Linked DNA regions of Sus scrofa: region 1 is linked to region 2. A link is a contact called in public Hi-C data. All regions are on one chromosome and are shown on one strand. The core of a region is the stretch at or near the end of the contact, and the rest is flanking DNA. Distances in the headings are between cores, read along the strand shown. Region 1 overlaps LOC110257416 (a long non-coding RNA gene). Region 2 overlaps ZNF831 (zinc finger protein 831).

Region 1 (7,236 bases), core at 2,728-5,227, 160 kb before region 2:
AATGAATCTGATGAGCATCCATGAGAATGCAGGTTCGATCCCTGGCCTGGCTCAGTGGGTTAAGGATCTGGCATTGCCGTGAGCTGTGGTGTAGGTCATAGATGTGGTTCAGATCTGGCGTTGCTGTGGCTGTGGTGTAGACTGGCAGCCCCAGCTCTGATTCGACCCCTAGCCTGGGAACCTCCATATGCCACGGGTGCGGCCCTAAAAAGCAAAAAAAAAGAATCTGAGTCTTATGGAGAGTCCTCCCTCATTTGTGGCTTAAATGGACTCAATGTGATTCATGTCAACTCTGTTCTCTTTTCCTTTTTTTTCTTTCTTTTCCTTCTTTCTTTCTCATCTTGGAGAGAAGATACTCAGGTTTTTTCCAGGCATTCTTGGATTGCGGCCACCAGGGGGCACCATACCTCCAGGGAACTCTCCCATCCAGGTGAGGCTCTGAGAGCTAAAGCAAGACCAGGGTTCAGGTGTAGCTTTCCAACTGGACGTCCTGGTTTGGGATGCAGTAAGATGAGCGGATTGGCCAGTGCCCTGGGAAGCCCTTTCGGCAGCTCTCTCCATTGACAGAAGGCGTGGATGAGAGGGAAGGCTTCGTCTACTCACACAACAGGAGGAAAAAGAGCCCTCTGGGTTTACAGGAAGGCCCAGAGAGGATGATTTGCATGGTGGCCTGGGGGGGTCCTCTTTGATGAGCCTGTCTCCTCACCTGAGAGGCAAAGGGTTTGGCATCCAGACCTTCCCTCTCTGGGCCTCAAACTGGGCTGAGGTCACATGGCTCGTGAGAGGAAGAGACAAGACTCGAGTGTAAGGTCTTGGCTTCCCAAGCCGCTATTTTCTCTATACTTTGGGGAGTTCTCGCTTACGGGTTCCGACCCCTGCATTGTACTGGTGGACTTTCCAGAGGCCCCAGTGTGGATTTCTCAAAGATCCTCAGAGACCCTGGAAGACCTTCATGGCCCAGAGCATGCCTTGCCTCCAAACCCACCTTCAGGCATTAGTAACCCCAAACCCACCTCTCCTTCACTGGTCACAGTGCAATTGGGATGAAAAGGAGAATCTCATTTCTTGGGGTTCCCATGGATTCATGGCGGAGTGCTGAAACACGTGCTGCTATTGTAACTAAAGGGTGAAGGGTGAACATCGCTTCATTTCCAGCCGAAGAATGCTGCAGACGAGGGTCCCCAACTAGGCTGCATACACTGGGGGAGGCGTCTTCACAAGGAGGTTGGTGCCTTCCAACATTCTACTCCTACTGCCGTTTCAGCAAATCTACCAAGTCTCCTCTTGGAGAGTTTCTGCAAAGTCCAACCTGGGTTTAAAGCAGGTCTCATTTGAAAATTATTATGGAACTGGAACTTCTAAAAATAAACATTGTAGGATTTATGGCAAGTTGAAACAGTTTCCTCCTTGAAAGTGACTCTCCAGGGTAACCGAGTGAGAACAACTGTCCTGGGCCATCCAGAGAAGCTTGGGGGTGGCCCTTGGTTCATCACAATCATTCTTTCTTGCGAGGGCTGAAGTCCAGAACTTTGCAAACTATGCATCTGTATCAATGATGATTACAGAAGACATTTCAGATTGTTTTAAACGTCATGAGTCAGGCAGTTGAAATATTTTATTTCCAAGTCCGAGCCAGCAGTCGATACTGTGGGTCCAGCCCCTCTTCCCTCAGATGCATCATGAGAAAGTTGAAGATCATGAAGCCGACATGGAAGAACACTGGGAAAATCACAGCAGTGCCCCGAGGAAATGGTTTCTCAGGAGTTACCCAGCCCTTGGAGAAGCAGCAAGAGAGGCTCTGAAGGAAAGCCTCAGAGCAAGCGTTTCAGAGAGCCAACCCCACTAAGGGGAAGACAGCAGAAGGGAGAAGCTGACTGGGCAAACCGTTGGCCATCTGGTCATCCATGGCTAGACCAAATTATGCAATCATTCATTCAACAAATATATATTACGGCATGCACTATTCTAGGCAGCGTGGATACAGCTGTCAACAGAGCAGGTATCTCAGGAGCCACTCAGAAAAGTTGCTGTGGGTAAGACCTCGCAAGGGATGGGAGGTAGGGAAAAGCAAATGACTAGCCCCCTCCTCAAGGAAGCTCCTTATTTAGGTAGACAGCCAGACAGAAAACCAGGAGAAACTCAACAGCATCAACCACATAGGTTATCCAAAGCATCAGCAGAGAATTAGGCCTAAAGAGGTAAAGACCTTCCTGACAATAGGAGGTGGGATTCCAGCCAAACCTCACAGCTTTGCACTGTATCTCAGCCTAAGTGTCCAAACACAGATTAACATCAGCCGTTGCACATTCTGTTGTCTTTACCTCCCACATTTCTCCCCCTCCACCACCCCAGGTTCCTGCCTGGACCTCGGCTAATGTGTTCCAACTCACTCCCTGTGTCCACGCTTGCTCCCCAGCCCTCACCTCTCCACGCAGCCCCCGGGGGTCTTCATAGCCACTAATCAGCTTCTGTCATTTCCTGTTTGAAACCCACTGGCCTCTTCCAAACTGAGACGGAAATCCCAACCCTTCACCCTGTGTTCTCACCTCGCACAGGTGAGTCCAGCCAGCGTCCCTGACCTCAGCTCCTCATCCTCACCACAGGGCCTTTGCACAAGCCATTCTCTCTACCCAGAACACCGTTACAGCTATTCTGCACACGGCCGGCACCTTCTTATTGTTCACAGAAGCCTTCTCTGACCCCTGCCTTTAAGGATGCCCCCCCCCATCACTCTCTATCCTCTTTGGCTTCATCCATAGGCTCTGTCCTCTGCATCTGCAATTTTTATCTTGTTTACTTACGAATGTACTTGGTTGTCCTTGCCCCCACTAGAATGTACGCTCTTGGAGAAAACAAGGACTTGCCTGTTCACACCAAATCCCCAGCAGCTGGCATAGCTCCTCAAAGACAGCAGGACCTCTGTAAACAACTATCAAAGACGTGATGTTCTCTTTAATCCCCTTAAGCGGGCAGGTTTTGAAGGAGAAGTAGGATAAGACATACGGAAGGGCTGGTGAGCTGTACAAACACGCGTGGCTGGTGTGGAGATAAAGATGCTGTTGTGAGTCTAACCAGCTGTGGGATGAGGCCTGAGGAAGAGGGTGCCTCTGCTCCCAGATGTGACTGAGAAGCCCTGGGGGACCCCTCCCAGTGTGGGGCCCTTAGTGACCCCACGGGGAGCTCATCAGGATGACATCTTTCACATTCTGTCTACACTGCTGAGCTAATCCTTGTTGATAGGTGGCAAGGGGATTGTTAGGCAAGATGACCCTTGGCCTAGAACTTCTTGACTGGGACCCAGGAGCACAGCTCCTTACCTTCCTGCCCCCAGCACAGCCCAGGTTCCCCAGGAGCCTCCCCACCTGAATGACACAGAGGGATCCATCCCACAACCACTCTTGGGGTGGCCGCTGATCCTGGGGCTCCTGTCCCCCACCTGGGAGCCCCCGCGGGAGGAACCGCCATGTCCTGGGAGCCCACCTGCTGCCAGGCACGGTCCTCTGCCTCAGGCCCCTGTGACCCTCCCAGCAACGCCCCCAGAGCTGCGCCGTTTCCGGTTGGGGAAACTGAGGCTCAGAAAAGCCAAGCTGGGTCTTGCCGGAGTCCCTCAAGTCAACACGTGAAAGGGCTGAGAGTTGACCTGGTCCAGGATCTCATCCTGTCGGTGTTCCCTCTAGGGACATGGCGTGGATCAGCCACCTGGAACCTTGTATTAATTTGTTTATTTGGGGAAGGGGGCTGTTGCAGGGACAAATGCATTAAATCATGAGTACAGAGCAACACCCAAAGTCCATAAATTTGAAAAGAGACTGCAAAGAAGCGCTCCTGCCTGGGAGTCCCAAGTTAGGGCCTTGAGGACAACGCAACACTGGTGGAAGCTTCTAGAAGGAACTGAACCTCTGAGAAAACGTTGCGCAGAGAGGCACAGGGCTGCCGCCTGCAGTTCCGCCAGCGGCCGCGTGGGCGCGCTGTTGTGCAGCGAGTGAGCGCTGTGCGTGGGGGGAGGCGGCATCGGGACTGTTCGGTTCCGGAGCTCAGAGGGTGGGCAGGGGGCGACCGCCAGTTCCTTCCCTTTCCTGGAGCCCACGGCCCCCACTCTGGTCATGGGGCAAGGGCCTGCTTGTGGCATCGCCCCCCCACCCACGAATGCCCGGCGTCCTCCTGACCAAACCCTGATGAGATGGGGTCCGGGAGGCAGACCCTGGGGAGAGGGGCTGGAGGGGACGGCTGGGGACTCGCCGGGGACCGGCTTGCTCGGGCAGGCCGAGAGCTCCACGCCTGCGGCGTCCTAATTGCGGGCCAGTCTCTTCGGGACACCTGTCACGGGCTGGGAACGGTGACACGCAGGGGAAGTGGGCTTGTTGGGGGGCGGGGGTCCCAGGTCCCCTCTGAGCAGGGGCGGGGGGGCAGGGAGGTGTCACGGGGCACAGCGATGCCCGGCTGTGACGCCTAGAACACTGATGGTGCAGAGGGGGACAGAACTGCCCATCCCCAGGGCCGCAGGTGGAAAGGGGGCTTCGGGAGGGGCGGAGGGGGCGCGGGGGGGGGGGGCGGTGAGGACGCTGAGGGAAAGTGTTGACGCCTGCTGGTGCCAAGGTCACCTGTATCTGGTGGGTCATGGTGCTGGGTGAACCTCAAGGACTTTGGGCCTGGACAGTGACACAGCAAGCTTTTCAGCCTGCAGAGAGGGTGTGTGTGTGTGTGTGTGTGTGTGGCAGAGAGACATGGCCTAACTCAAAAGAGAGAAAAACAGGCACACTCTTCCAGCTGAGGGACAGTGGGTGAGAGAGGCCGGTGCCCCTTGCTCCAGGGGGACAGAGGCTGAGGTTTTCAGCCCCCCCTGGGGGTTAAAGGAGGGAGACGTTTGCAAGGGGTCCCGAGCAGTAAACCATGATTTTTCTACCAGAGGGAGAGAGATGGGTTTTCCTCCCAGAGAAACAGCACAAGCACAGGCGTGCACACGTGTACACACACACACACACACACGCACACGTGTGAGCAGGACAGAGCCCCCGCCGCTCCGGCAGCGGAGAGCCCCCCTGGAGGGGGTGTGTTTCCTGCCCCTCTGAGCTCTGTGTGTCTCTGCTCCCTGGCAGAGGAACGGGCCGGGAGGGGATGGGTGGGGCGTGCCCTCTGTGTGTGCCCACACACACATCCACGGAGATTTCTGCAAACCAGAGGTCGGGATGCTTCTCAGGGAGGGCAGCTGAGCCAGGGCCGCAGGCCCATCTTTGTGCCTCAGTGTGTGTGAGAGACAGTGACAGAGAGACAGACAGAGATAGAGTCAGAGACAGAGACAGAGAGACAGAGATAGAGTCAGAGACAGAGAGACAGAGTCAGAGACAGAGAGACACAGAGAGAGATACAGAGAGAGGCAGAGACAGAGAGAGAGCTCCAGACAGACAGAGACAGAGACACAGACAGGACTTTTTTTCTTCAACTATTTGTGAAAACAGCCCATGTATCATCCCTGCCAGGAGACAGATCCACGCAGAGACACACTTGCTGTTTGAACCACACACACGTGGACACATGCCGTTTCCGTGTTCTCTTTCCCTCTCATCTGAGCTTTCTTGGGGAGAGTGATTTTTGCAGGTTGATGAAAAGCTTTAGAGGGAGACTTTTCTGAGAGGGAAAAAGAGCATTTTCTGCCTGGAGATACACACGGTTCTGTGAGCTGAGAATTGGCATTTCAGGTGGTGCATACGTAGAAAACGAAGACCATCTGCCTCCGTGCGTGTGTGTGTGTGCGTGTGTGTGTCTGCCGCTGACATCAGGTTTTGCCACACATGGAAAAACATGCATTGTTTTTGCCTGCAGGAAGAAGCAGTCTAAAAAACAGGTGTTTTTTTTTTTTTTCTCCTACACACACACAGTTTTCTGAGGACGTGTGTTTTATCTGGTGTGGTCTCGATGGGGGGGGTGTATTTCTGCCCAATGATTTTTAAAAAGTGACTTTTCTGAGTGGAAATAGAGAATTTTATTTTTATTTTTATTTTTTTGCCTGGAGACAAGCACACATATAATTTTCTGTGAGTTGTTTGTCTGCTCGTTTTCCAGGTGATGCAAACACAAAGAAGAGCCACGGTGTGTGTGTCTGTGTGTCTGTGTGTTGGGAGTTTTTCTTTCTGGAAAAAGGACATTTTTTTTCTGCTTGCAGGGAGTCGGCTCAGCACAGAGAGATTTTTCTACTTATAACCACACTCACGCGCACACGGCTCTCTTCTTGCTGTGTGTGTGTGTGTGTGTGTGTGTGTGTGTGTGTGTGTGTGTGTGTGATTTCTGCCTGGTGGCAGATCTTTAGAGGGAGAATTTTTGAGAGGCAAAAACAATACCTTCTGCTGAGAATGAGGTTTCTAAGAGCCAGTGATTATAACATGCTGGTGTTTCAGGTGGTCCATCCCATTAGTGAGAAAAGGAGAGCTCTCCTATGTGTGTGTACATGTGTGTGCATGCATGTGTGTGTGTGAGAGAGAGAGACAGAGAGGGAGAGAGAAAGAGACAGAGTTTTTCTGTCTGGAAAAGGCTGCATATTTGGGGTTTGCAAGAAGCCAGACCACAAACAGTGACTTTGCACACGCACGCACTCACGCACACATGCACATGCAATTCTCAGACACGGAGAGGGAGTGAGAGTGGGCGTTTTCTCCAGGTGCTCTTCCCTTGGGGGGCATTTGTCCCCCGGGACAGAGTCTGGGGAGAAAAGCCTTCTCAGGGGGAGACGCCATTCTGTCTGCAGACAGATCTTTGTGGGCTGAGAATGAGAAGGAAAGAGGGTTGATTTTTCACATGGTGCACACTTAGTGGGGGGCATGCCTCTGCCTGAGTGTGGGTGTGCAGAGAGGGCGGTGGGGGGGGTGGAAACACACAATGTTCCTCCTGCTACAAGTCCGTGCGTGTGTGTGTGTGTGTGTGTGTGTGTGTGTGTGTGTTTAGACAACATCCTGGGAAGATCAGGCTTTTCTGGGGCGGCAGAGTGAGGCCTTGCAGCCGAGTGAGTGTGTGTGTGTGTGTGTGTGTGTGTGTGTCCAACATGGTTTTTTTCTGCCTGGAAAACAGCACATTCCTCCTGCAACCATCTCCGTCTATAGGGACATTCAGGCCAAGAGACAGAGGTTTCCACTGGTTTTGTCTGTTTTTTCCTGCACACACACACACATGCACACACCCACCCACCCACCCCCTACAATTTTCTTCTTGTTCAGAGAATGTATGTGTGTTTTTCTCTCTCTGGTA
Region 2 (7,136 bases), core at 2,618-5,117:
GGGCATGAGTGGTAAACAGCTGTGAGTCGCGATTTGCAGATAACTGGTATCTGGTATTTCGTGGGGGGGGGGCCCTCCTGGGAGAAACTTGCAAAGAGTGAGAGAAGCCAGAAGACAGGCCAGGATGGTTCCTGGAGGCCCCCACAGGGGGCTCTGGAGTGTGAACTGCAGCAGGAACTGCACTGTCCCACCTGGAGGTCATACCACCCCATCAATCTGTCAGGGGCCTGGGGACCACACCCCGGCGTCTGTGTGTGTGTTGGGGGCAGGCCGTCTCCATCAGTCAAGGGCCGAGCCTTTGCAGAAGGCTACAGATGAAGGAGGTGAGCAGCCAGGACGTGGGGAAAGGGCAATGCCTGGCCTGAAAAAGGGCTCTGGGCAGGGCACCAGTTGCATCTATTCCAGCTGTTGCCTTGTCAGACACAGGGCAGAGTGACCCTGCCCTGCTTTTTGCCCTCCTCTACCTGGGGAGCAAGAATGGCTTGTGATAAACATCCGCTGTTCTCTGAGTTCAGCAGCCATTCCTCCACCTTCAGGGACCTCCTCTCGCGGTATAAACTGGCTGCTTATGTTCAAGTCAAGCACCACCTCTCATCCCCAGGAGTGGGCATAATCCCCTCATTGGGACAAAGCGGGAGGTTCAGAGCGAGGTTCCAGACTCAGCCAGGCTACATGGATTGTCTTAGCTTAGATGCAGAAGCTCACTAAATCGGAGTCAGTATTGGACCTCACAGGACCTTCTCTCTGGCATTTGAAAGCTGGGGCCCCTGGGGGCCACCACATGCCAGGAAGGAAGAAGGGCAGCTCACATAGGAAGAGGGATAAACCCAGGCCTGGTGACGTTATTTGAGTCCCTGGGCTTCTCGTTTCAAGAGCAATCATGTGCTTAAACCACTCTGAGTTGGATTTCTGTCCCAAGCTGCTAAGTGCCAGAGCCCAGAGCCCAGAGCCCTGGCACCCTGTTCTCCTAACCCTTACAGACGTGCTGACTGTCCTTCTGTCCTGGAGAATGGACACCTGCTGATCCTCACCCGCCCCCTAACCACGTTCGAGGTGGGATGAAGGACTCCCCCAACATGGCACAGTCACGGACTTAAAATTCAAGCCCTGAGTCTCTGCTCCCAGTCCCTGGAAAACCACCAAACATGGAGACACACTCACAGCTCCGGGGAAAGGCGCCTGCCTCTTCTAGAAAGGGGCCCTTCCGACAGACAGTGATTAATCTAGTTTCCCATTCTTCTCTGCAAAATAATAGAGAAATCATCATTTTCTCCCTTATCTAACTACACAGATGACTGCTTCGTGACTCCTCAAATTTATTGAGTGGCAAAGCTGGAAGCAAAGAAGAAACATGCCCTCCGTCCTCAGCAGCACTGACAGCCTCAAGCTGTCAGAACCAAAGCAGGTCTTTCTAAGCCAGCTGTGGAAAATCCGAGGCGAGCTGGGGTAAGGTAAACAAAAGCAAACCCAACCAAAAAGAACCTCTTCCTCTTTGAGGAAACTTCCAGACTCAGCCAGGCTAAATGGATTGTCTTAGCTTAGATGCAGAATGACTTACAAGCCACTAAGAGATGGTCCCCCTTTTCTCGATTTGAAAAACATGCATTGATTCTTACTTTAAAAAACAGTGTGCATGCATTGAATCTATAATGAGATGTGACTTAAATGAACCCAAATTAATTGAAATTAAACACAATGAAACCCAACCTAGAATTTTCAAAGTAAAACAGATAGAGGTGAACGTGAAAGTAAAAAATGAAGAGCGTCCCCGCCTCCAACTTAGCAACAGGCAGGATCTGCTCTGCAGAATGAAAAGAGAAAGAAAAAAGAGTCCAGACCCAGGAAGCAGTTTTTAAAAGGAAAATAATTGCTTTCATATTAAAACATACAAAACCAATTTCTTTTGAACCACTAATGTGTGGATTTTTAAAAATCAATAACATATTCTACTTAATCCATTTGAACAAAGATAAATGGGAATGCATGCCTTTGGTTCTCAGAAGTCTCCTCTCTCAAGGCTTTTCGGAATCACTGTGGCACGTAATTTCTGTTGCTGTTTTCTCTACGACACTTGGAGAAGCTTTAAAGTCTCAACGTTTTAGGCGACCATGAGGCTCAGGGAAACCGGCTTGATGTGCCCTTCAAGGCACAGTGTCAAAGCCCAGCAGATGCTCAGGAAGTGCCCTTGGAGGGCACAGAGGGCGGAGCGAAGGAGGCCGCCTGGCCCAGGGCTGGGCCACCTGCAAAGAGCAGCCGGACCTTCAGAGCAGCAAGGAGATGGCAGTGAATCAGGAGGGGACCAGCCAGAGGGGTGCCCCCTGCCTCCGGGCCCAGGAACACACCAGAAGCCAGCCCGACAGAGTACATTGCCAAACCAAAGAGAGAAGCCAAGATGGGGTTCAAAGCACTGAGGTTGAAAGGCATCTGGGCAGGTGAAAAACACAGGCTTGACAGGGGAGGGGCGAGTGGGAGCTCCAGGGACAAGGAGGGACATCCCTCCCCCCTCCCCCCACAAGACTGTCCACGTGCCATACTGGCTTCTGAAGGACTCAAAGTGGGTCCCCTCCCACAGTCTGCCCAGGGAAGAGGGGTCATTTCCCCCAAATCCATTGGCCCCAAAGAAATGTGACCACACTGGTTTCAGCCTTTGGCTCAAGCGCAGGGGGATGTGGGGGTGGTAGATGACGGTGCGGGTGGCAGATGACAGTGGGGGTGGCAGCCAGCCCCCTCCTCCATCGTCCCTCCTCTCCCTCGCCCCCTGGCAGCCCACAAAGCAAAGCGCTCCAAGTACCCATCCAGGAGCTCAGACCAGTGTGTGAGTATGTGCTTGGTTTTTTAAAACGTCAATTCATTACCATCATGTAAAAATCGGGAGGTTTAACTTAATGGAAAATTCTGGGTCTCTGGCTCCTCTATAGACCTAAATTAACAGTAATGAGCTGGCATGCTCACCGTGAAATATTGAAATTGTATGTGTAAGTGACATCTCAACAGCCTTACAAAACGCACGCTGTCCTTTACGGGCACCACGTTACAGAGGGGGAAACTGAGGTGGGGGGCACCTGGGCCTCCAACCCCCACCCCAGGTGCTGCCCCGCGGGTGCCCCTGCTGGGCGGCTACGGCTCCGGCTCCCTCCTCCCCAGCGTCTCTAGTTTAGAACACCGGCTTTTTAACCCTTTTACGTGTGCTCCTTCAAAACAAGGCCCTTTCCGAAGGTGCACCGGTGTGTTTCCAAGTTGGGGGGGATAGAAACAGCTCCCACCCTGGGCACAGAAAGATTTAAAAGTCCTGTTCGGTATGCGAAGACCCGGCAGCCTGGGTTTTGGGGCAGAATCTCGGATTCTGCATCATATGCCTGGGGAAAGCCCGGGAAAGGGTGGGCAGCCCCGGACCCGTTTCGTCCTTGATTTTTCACCCGCATCTCAACACCCGTCTCTTTTTTCCCCCTCTCCTGCCCTCCTTTCTCCGCTGGGGCTTCTGCCTCTTGGTATTCGTTTTTATTCTTGCACATCTGGGCGGCATTTATAGGAGAGCAACGAAACGACATGTAGAAAGCCAGGGTCGCCTGCGTGCTGAGACGGGGGCGAGAGCCGCTTCCTCAGCGGGGGTCCAGCCTATTTCAAAAGGCGCTGGGGTCTCTATCGAAACCCTCCTCTCCCTTCCTCGGGCTGCAAGCAGACTCGGGCACGGTAGAATCAGCCACCCGAACTCCAAAGAACAGAAAATAAATTCGTGCCAAGGGGTCCCCTGGTATCAGAGCAGACTCCCCCCAAGTCATAGCTTCCCCCTCCAAGTGGAGCGAGGTCCTGTCCACACCGGACACACACCTGGGCAAGGTCACGGCCGCCCCAGACAGAGTCCCCAAAGCTGGGTTTTTGCCGGACTCGGAGGGAGCCGAGCCGCCTGCTCCTCGCAGACAGGCGCTAGGGGGCGCCGTTGAAGCTTGGAAGACGATTTCCCATCAAATAAAAAGTCATGCTTCGTTTTTTTTTTCTTTTTTTCTTTTTTTTTCTTTCTGGGTAATAAATTCACAGGGCTTGTTTTTTAACCCCCACCAGAGGTTAGAATAGTTTCATTAAAAAAGTTTTGGTAAATTCATGGGCAACTTTTGAGGTTATGCGAGGTTGTTGTCAAAAAAAAAAAAAAAAGAGAGAAAGAGAAAAACAGCCTTTCTCTCTGCTCCTGTAAGACTCAGAATCACGGGGCGTGAGGGCGGACAGGAGGGGGGCTTGGGGCTCCTGTATTTTTCCAGAAGCGTCCACTCAGAGATGGGGCTCCCAAGGGTCTCTGACGCCAATCAGCGGGGGGTGGGGGCGGCAGAGGCCCCCGAGGCAGGAGCCCCACCGCATCCTGTGCCAGCTCGGCTGCTGCAAAGCCCGCAGCCCGCTGTCCATCAAAGGCTGCGTTCTCGATTTTTCCATCGCTCTCACCTACAGTCTGCGCGGGCGCTGGTCACGGCTTTTGCCCTCATCTCTTCCTGGCTGGAAGTCAGGAACAAAGCCAAAAAGTTTCAGCCCCTGAGTAGGGGTTAAAAAAGAATAAGAACTTTATCGGATTAATAAGACAAGAGGAGGCAGAAGAAAAACAGCGCGGTTAAGGGAGGGGGCGTCGCACATTAACTATGATTCAGAGACTCAAATGCACTGAGTTCATTTTTCAATCTGCCTTTAGCTAAGGGGGAAAAAAAAGGAAATTATAGAAAATTGAGAAACAAACATCTCCGAGAGTGCTTTGCACCCGGGGGTGCTTAATGAACACTTAATAATTTCAAACGCGAGTACTTAGAAAAATGGCTTTTGTCCATTCCCGGCATGCCAGGTGCCTCGTAGCAAAGAGGGAGAGCTGAAAATGACGGAAAATGATCCCTAATGTCTATGTGGAGGGGGGCACGAAAATTACTTTTTCGTGTCTCTGGAAGTTAGGGAAATAAACAAGCCAAAATTGAAAGAGTTTTAGCAAAAGAAAAAACCTTGGAATTGAACTTGCATTTCCTTTCCTCCAGGTCTGAACTTGGGCAAGACTCCTAATTAGGATGGAGAGAATGGCCACAACATCCCCTCCTGACCCCACGGGGCCATACTGAAAATTAGATGAAGAAAAACATTTGGAGGAAGCTCTCCAAATGCTCCAGCAGGAAGCAGTGCTTGTTGCTGGAGCAGTTTCTCCCCACTCCCTGCCAGCACCCAACGTGGGGTAAAGGCCGCAGCAAATGCATTTGTTTAGAGGGAGGCAGCAGCCCTAAGAGCTCCTGGTTGCCAGGGAGGCCAGAGAGGAGATGGGGCTGGAGCCTGGAGGATTATTCAAATCCCTTTGTCTTCTCTATCCCCGGGGGGCCATCTCACCCCAGCAGGAAGGGCACCATCTGTATCCATGCACATAAATTCATGTGCCCCCAAGAATCCTCCCAATACCACCCAGCTCCCCATCTGAATTTCACTGTTCCTGACTCACTCCTTTGACTTGCAGATGTCTCCTCCAGACCTCAGTGGAACTTTAGCCCACCATCCCCTCCCCCAGACCCCCCATCAGCAGGACGACCACCACATCTACAAAATCCTATTGAGGTGACACAGCATCTTTCCAACTCACTGGCTTATGCAGCTTGAGTGTTTCCCCCGGCCCCTGGGCAAACAAGGGGGCTCTTCCTAGACTGGCTGCACAGGGTTTTCAAGGACCAGGCTAAGTGAGTCGGTGTAGGTGAATGTTTCTGATGCCTGTGGACTCAGAAACGGCCCCATTTTACAGATGAGGGTCAGAGGGAAAGAAGGAATGACCTTGCCCAAGGAGGTAGTAAGAAGTCAGGACTCAAAGGAGTTCTTCCGACTCCAAACCCAAAGTGGCCTTCCCCGCGTCCCTTCTGGCCTAAGGGAGGCCCGGAGGCGAGCCTGCTTGGCTTTCCAAGGTCTGCTGTAGGAGGAGCTGGACAGGGTGAGGGATCCGGCCTAAGAAGTTACCGGTAAAAGTACCAATAATAAAAACAGAACTGCGCTGTCAAATTCTAGCTCAGTGTTGAAACCCAGCCTCCTTGGGTCTATTCAAAGGGAGATTAGGAAAGACTTAGGCAAGTGTTAAAGGCGCGTTATCATCAAAACAAGACATCCTTGCTGATGTAATCAAGAGGTTTAAAAGGGAATTGAGAATGACTTTCTCATTAGGATTTCTCAATAGATTTTATTTTAATTAATTAATTGATTTTTTGGCTGTGCCTGCAGCACGCAGAAGCTCCCCAGCCAGGGACTGAACCTGAGCCACAGCAGTGGCAATGCCAGATCCTTAACCTGCTGAGCCACCAGGGAACTTCTATGTATTTTAACATTGGTCTGTATATCACTTAAGTTTATTTCCCTTGTAGGCTCACCTGTAGACACCATTCTGCCTCTAATGCCTTCGTTAGAATCACCCCTCAAGGCCCACCTGTCTCCAAAACCAAGAGACCTTTCCCTCCCAAAGACCAGGTCACAGGTGGTGAGAGAGGACAGACTCAACAGGGTGGACCCTGGCCCCTTCCTCATTTTGTCTGCCAAGTGTAGGCCTGTTGAAGTCATCACTGCTCTTGCTTCATCCCCTGATTCCATGTGTCTACCAGCCCTTTGACATAGAAAGTTCTAGAACAAGACTCCTTTTGTGGGTTCTGCTGAGAAGGGGCTCTCCCAAAGCAAAGGGGAAGACGCTTTCAGAAAGTCCTTCCAAAGCAGAACAGTCTCCATTTTGCAGGTCTGCAGTTTGCAAGTATTATGCCTCTTTTATTCAAACTTTTGAACATGATACAATTTATCTTTCAACTATCTTTCGGATTTCAAAATCTCATGAAAGGATGGCCGCCTACCTTCCTAGCCTCCCACCTCCCCAGGGGAACCAGCCCTCAGCACGCTGGCCATTTTTGCCCTCCCACCTTCTGTTGGCGTGGCAATCAGAATTAAGGACCTGTCGCTCGTTTCTGCAGGAATCTATTAGCAATTGCCAAGGGAGACACTTAGCATTTTAGATAAATAAGTAAATAGTAGTTAAGTGCTGTGCGCCTCCGTTTCCAGCAGTTTCGGGCGGGCGGCAAAAAATTCTTCAGGATCCAAGGAGAGAAAGGGATGAGAGAGTGACGCCTGGGGGGTCTCCACAACCCCCCACCCCACCCCCGCGC

Evidence for each region. A called contact is a pair of places that touch in the nucleus more often than the background predicts.
Region 1: a Hi-C map of epiblast stem cells shows a contact between it and region 2, with 2.1 times the contacts expected there. The contact joins two enhancer-like sites. A contact is called at or near these places in 4 of 47 Hi-C or Micro-C datasets (brain, embryonic fibroblasts, epiblast stem cells and 1 more) and 1 of 2 datasets of contacts at active chromatin or transcription factors (skeletal muscle).

The regions. Positions count from the first base shown.
Region 1 is chr17:59,507,127-59,514,362 of Sscrofa11.1, reverse strand. All of the region lies in intron 2 of LOC110257416 (a long non-coding RNA gene), which reads right to left. Among named protein-coding and RNA genes, the nearest start is that of EDN3, 85 kb to the right of the region's middle. Within about 2 kb of position 3,977, at least 15 of the 83 cell types and tissues checked have an H3K27ac peak or open chromatin away from gene starts, as enhancers often do. A contact at or near this core is called in epiblast stem cells, where this site is marked.
Region 2 is chr17:59,343,997-59,351,132 of Sscrofa11.1, reverse strand. The region is part of intron 3 of ZNF831 (zinc finger protein 831); the gene reads right to left. Among named protein-coding and RNA genes, the nearest start is that of ZNF831, 36 kb to the right of the region's middle. Within about 2 kb of position 3,867, at least 20 of the 83 cell types and tissues checked have an H3K27ac peak or open chromatin away from gene starts, as enhancers often do. A contact at or near this core is called in epiblast stem cells, where this site is marked.